Regions from separate parts of the Mus musculus genome. Here region 1 is linked to region 2. Evidence: chromatin contacts called from public HiChIP or PLAC-seq data. All regions are on one chromosome and are shown on one strand. The core of a region is the stretch at or near the end of the contact, and the rest is flanking DNA. Distances in the headings are between cores, read along the strand shown.

Evidence for each region. HiChIP or PLAC-seq counts read pairs in DNA pulled down with a chosen protein or histone mark.
Region 1: a contact with region 2 is called in a CTCF HiChIP or PLAC-seq map of the NIH/3T3 cell line, with 5 read pairs. The contact joins two enhancer-like sites. A contact is called at or near these places in 7 of 39 promoter capture datasets (the C10 cell line, the HPC-7 cell line, cranial neural crest and 3 more), 1 of 15 datasets of contacts at CTCF or cohesin (the NIH/3T3 cell line), 7 of 115 datasets of contacts at active chromatin or transcription factors (the NIH/3T3 cell line, craniofacial prominence, embryonic midbrain and 2 more) and 2 of 9 other capture datasets (adipose tissue and macrophages).

What each region holds. Positions count from the first base shown.
Region 1 is chr6:38,091,407-38,094,106 of GRCm38.p6, forward strand. It overlaps Atp6v0a4 (ATPase, H+ transporting, lysosomal V0 subunit A4), which reads right to left. Exons shown (of 21, transcript NM_080467.3): 2 at 2,532-2,665; 3 at 1,354-1,432; 4 at 995-1,089. The coding sequence starts at 2,648. Among named protein-coding and RNA genes, the nearest start is that of Tmem213, 17 kb to the right of the region's middle. Within about 2 kb of position 1,320, at least 17 of the 459 cell types and tissues checked have an H3K27ac peak or open chromatin away from gene starts, as enhancers often do. A contact at or near this core is called in the NIH/3T3 cell line, where this site is marked.
Region 2 is chr6:37,470,133-37,472,898 of GRCm38.p6, forward strand. No RefSeq gene overlaps it. Among named protein-coding and RNA genes, the nearest start is that of Gm33318, 29 kb to the left of the region's middle. Within about 2 kb of position 1,304, at least 4 of the 459 cell types and tissues checked have an H3K27ac peak or open chromatin away from gene starts, as enhancers often do. A contact at or near this core is called in the NIH/3T3 cell line, where this site is marked.

The sequences.
Region 1 (2,700 bases), core at 70-2,569, 620 kb after region 2:
GCACATAACTGGAAAACATTCCATCCCACCCATACTTGCCCATTCAGCTCATCCTATGCCAACACACTAAGCCTTCATTGCCTGTGAAAAACTTTGGTGCACAGAAGAAATCTCTCCTCAAAATGGTGTGAGCTTTGTTGACAAAGCAAAACAGCCCCCCCTTAATTAGCATAAGAGCCTTAAAGTTGCACCCTGAGATTTTCTTTTCTTTTCTTTTTCTTTTTCTTTTTCTTTCTTTCTTTTTTTTTTTTTAATTAATTTTCGAGACAGGGTTCCTCTGTGTAGCCCTGGCTGTCCTGGAACTCACTCTGTAGACCAGGCTGGCCTCGAACTCAGAGATCCGCTTGCCTCTGCCTCCCGAGTGCTGGGATTAAAGGCGTGTGCCACCACGCCTGGCTTTTCTTTTGGTTTATTTATTTATTTATTTATTTTAATTTTTTTTTTTCCTGAGATTTTTCTTAGGATAGTGTCTTAGTTGGGGTTTCTACTGCTGTGGCAAAACACCAAGAACAAAATCAACCTGCAGAGAATGGGTTGTTTTTGTTTGTTTGTTTGTTTGTTTGTTTTCACCTCACAGCTCTACATCACAGTCCATCACCGAGGGAAGTCAGGACAGAAACTCAAACAGGGCAGGAAGCTGGAGACAGGAGCCGATGCAGAGGCCATGGCTTGCTTCAGCCTTCTTTCTTATAGAACCCAGAATCCAGCCCGGGAATGACACCACCCACAAGGGGCGGGCACCTCCCACAATCCATCACTAATTAGGAAGATGCCCTATGGGCCTGCCTACAGCCCAATCTCATGGAAGCATTTTCTCAACCAAGGCTTCCTCCTCTCAGATGGCTCTAGCTTGTGACAAGTTGGTATAAAATTAGCCAGTTGCAGACACAAAATAACCCCCACAGGGAACTATCACCCACTTGCTCACGTGTAAAGAACGTGAGAGCCACTTGATCATTCTGAGCTGGGGAGATGGTTAAAGTAAGGCACTTACCTCCAGGGTGATCATTTCCCGAGGGAGAGGGGTCTCAGCATCCTTCTCAGGCACTTGGATTAAAATCTCGTTTTGCATCTCATCTTCCAGAAAACCTGGAACACAGGTGATCATGACTTCCCAGAACTAAGAGGGGGTCCAGCGGAACAGGTGCCCTCGGCCAGCTTAGCTATCTGTGCTGTTGGAGCTCCCGCCCAACAGCTGGGTCCATCCTCCAACCTTCTATACCCTCCGCCTTGGGAATCACCTCAGAAAGTATCACTCATAGCACAGTTATGCCAAGTAACATGGTGGTTATAGTCTACAAACCAGTTACGTCTTCCAGTTCACATTTAGGCAGTAAGGGGGAGGTAGCTTACGCAGGATTCTCTCCAGTGACTCACACCTTCGGACTTCATTCACAAACTTCCTCTGGAAGCTGTTCACATTTGCATTTAGCTGCAGGAAAGGGGAACCACAGGTTTACATTAGGATTCCACAGCTGCCAGTGGCTTCAACCCTGTATCATCTTCTTGATGCGGGAGACTGTTGCTAGGAGTGTCTTCGGAATAGATATGGCTGTGCACAAGATACACGAGTTATAGGCAAGGTGCACCCTCCAGTTCCCACACACCTCAGTGGGGTCAGGAATATGAGGGACCTTGAATACTGTACAGGTCTACATAGTGCATCCGGGTCATCATCAAGAACTCGACCTTTGCCATGAGTAACTCTCACACTGGGTCTGGAGGCAAGGCTCAGCGGTTTAGAGTGCTTGTTAGTCTTGCTTGTTAGGTTTCCAGCACCCAAGAGGCAGCTCATAGCCATGTAACTCAGCGGACCCAACGCCTATGGCCTCGTGAGCACCCTCACTCACATGCACACAGTCACATACAGACACACATGTCTACATGTGATAAAGTGATAAAAATAAAAACTCTTTAAAATGTTAGTGAGGACTATGCTAACAACTAGTGACACAGGCTCCCACAAGGGAGCTTGCTGAGGAAATAAAGGACTAATTTTCTAAATTGCACTCAGTAAAAGCTTGACAAAGATATAATGGCCCATGCGAAGCAATGCCCCAGACAGTCCATTCCTAGAATATCTTCACTGGAACTCAGTGTCTCTAGAAACTGCAGACTACAGAATGTGCTGCCTCTAGTCTGACTAGTCAGAGAAAACAGACTGTCTGCTTTCATTGGACTCATTGGAATCCATTGGGATCACTGGATTCATTCTCTGATCCACTGGAAATCAGTAATCGACGCATTCATTGCCCAGATCCATTGGAGATCCTTGTGGTACAAGGATTGAGACAAGGAGATGTCTACCATCCAGCCCTTGCGCTAAAGCTTCCAGAAAAGACATGGGAGGAGGACTTGTTGAGGGTCATCAGAAATCTTAGCCAGAGGTCAGGGCCGTGGAATTCCACCCATCCAGGCTCTGGGATCCTCTTCCTGCAGAATATGTTTTGTTGATTAGCAAGAAGTATTGTGCAAGGGCTATCTGCTGCCTTCCCCACCTCCTTCTTATCTCCAAGGAATGTAGTACCTACATCTTTGAACTGAACCAAGCCAAGCTCTCCCAGCTCAGCTACACAGCAATACGCAGCCTCCACCTGGAGAAACACTTGGGATAAACACATCTCCTCACTTCGAAACACAGATGCCATGTTGGTCCAGCCTTAGTCTGGAGGGAAAAGAAAGAGATGGAAGAGATTAATA
Region 2 (2,766 bases), core at 54-2,553:
TATTCAGTAGAGTTTATTTTAAAAAAATAGTCTAAAAGTTTATTGACTGTTAAAGTAAAGCAAGACATCAGCATAGTGGAGGCTGATTGTTGGTTTGTTTGTTTGTTTGCTTTTGAGACACTTTCTCTGTGTGGCCCCGGATGTCCTAGAACTTGCTCTGTAAGTCAGGCTGGTCTTGAACTCACAGATCTGCCTGCCTCTGCCTCCCGAGTGCTGGGATTAAAAGCATGCTCCATCACCACCCTAGAGGCTGATTCTAAGCACTCAAGGACTGCTGGGAGTCCTCAGGCCAGTCTCAGATAAGCAGTAAAACCTATCTTAAAACAAGCAGAACTAGCTAACTGTAGCCTCCCTCAGCCCTGAAGTAGGCTGATCCAGACTTTGACCTTGCTGCCACTGTGAAGGAAATTACCTAAGGTGGAGCTTTCCGACCTAGAAGGCTCTTTCGTTCTGCCACCTGCCACTGCTCTCTCCAAGACACTGCTACCTGCTGAGAAGCCCCTGAGACATTCCGGAGGAACATCCTATTCTGCACATCGCCTATAGGCTGGCTCCAGACACCAAGAATGGACTGGCAGGGGATGGCCCTTCCCCGCTTTTATAAGCACACTTGGGAGAGCCTTGAACAGAATCATGTCTTGGCTCCATTAACCTCTTGCCATCTAAGTCTCTTTCAGCCCCAGCCTGCCTCCCTGGTGTACCCGGTCCTTGTAAGCCGCAGGCTGGCATACAACAGCTAAATAGAGCGACACAATAGTGTGTGATGGTGACTGCCTGTAATCTCTGCATTTAGGTGAGGCAAGGAGATTACTGCAAACTTGAGACTAGTCACATAATAAGCTTGAAGCCATCCTGGCCTACATACTAAGATATTCTCTCAAAACCAAACCAATCGTATAAAACTATGACTGTGCTGTTGGGTGATTAAAGTCGGTATGAAATTGGGTCGAAGAGATAACTCAATGGTTAAGAACACTTGTTGCTCGTGAAGAAGGCCCTTGGCTTCAGTATTTGACACCCTCCTCTGTTCTCCTTACCTCACTGTATACATACATATATGCCAGCACACCCTCAAAAATAAACACATACAATAAAATAAATACATCTTTAAAATTAATATATGAAATTGAAAATAGCATAAAATCAAGAGAATTATGGAGTTAAACTCCTGGAAAAATTGTTTTGTGTGCACAGTTTAATCAACTTTTCAGATATAAAATTTATATTCAATAAAGTGCCCATTTAAGGATTTTTTTTGTCTAGTGTGTGTGTACTCACATAGCTATTAGCCAACACTTAGCTGAGTCATATTTCTAAGATTGCTTTGTTTCTCTTCTCAATGAATTTGAAACTTCTAGCCCAGACTCCAAGCAATAACTGACCAGCAATCTTTCTCTTGATAGAAAGGGGTTTGCTCCCCTGTAGTAATATGTAAGTGAAATTATAGCTTAGGTGCCTTGTGCATGTCTTTTTATTAAGTACAAGGATTTTGAAATTCCTCCACATTATCTGTCTCCTTGTTTATCTCTTCATTTACGGGTCAACAGACTTTTGTGTATCTCCAACATGGGATGGGACTCACAAATAAATCTGCCATGAGCCTTAGTGTTTAAGTCTTTTTCTGTGTGCACACAAAGGTGTGTGTGTGTGTGTATTTTCATGAGCAGATGAATCACAGGGGAAAAACTATAAATAATGAAACAATTTTTCTGATGAGTCCATGCATGCTGGGTCTTTTCTTGGCAACTCAAGAGTTTGAGGTGGTAGATTTCTGTGTTCTTGAGGTTGTCTGGACCTAAGAATCTGTCACTTCTGTTATCCCTCCCAGACACTAAATATAAGTGATGCCCAGAGGATCCTGTTTCTTGGGGTGACTTGTCTCACTGAACGTATTCTGGGTTTTATGGAGTATTCTTTATTCCCGATTTACGTAGTATTTTTCTTATTTCTTCTTATTCCTTCTGTCTCCTGTTCTCTCTGTCTCTCTCTGTGACTTTGTCCCTGTATCTCTGTCTCTCTTTCTCTCTCTCTCCCCCACACATGCACACACACATCTAGAGAGATGCAGAAATTCTATTTCCAGCACTGCCCCTCTTTTTTCTAGTCATTGCTTATCAAATTTAAAGCCACCTGGGGAAGGAAGCACTCCGGGGTTCATGGACTTCAGTTACAGAGTTGCCTGGACCTTGAAATACATTTGCCTTTTCGCTAGCATCTTATTTATCCTGGCACCTTTTCGAAGAACAGGATCTCGCTTCACAAAGAGTTTGTCAAAGTCAATGTTTCTAATGCATTAAAAGCATGATTCAGATAATATTATAAATACCTGAGGTTCATTTAACCTATTAATTAAGAGAGAGGAGCTAAGAGCTGGAGCCATAGCTCAGTGGTAGTGAAATAGGGGAGAGTGGGTGTACTTTAGAGTGAAGCTTGTTATTGCAGGTTTGCCTGGCTCAGGACTTAGGGTATTGGATGCCTCAGAACTTGGGTATTGGATGCTATCGATCATATGGAACTTCCACTGAATCAGTAACTCTCTACTCTGGGTCCTTCCTTGCCGCACAATCTCAAAGGATGAAGTATGAATGGTAAAAAACAGTGAGTTTTAAAAGAAGTATGTGCTCTAGAGAGAACATTTTAAAAAAAGAATGATTTGAGAATGCAGAAAGAAAGCAGAGGCTCATCTAGAAAGCAAGGAAGGACCCAAGAGGGCAAAACGTGCTAAACTCTTTACCTAGGGGCTTTTCATAGGATTGATGGTTGAAG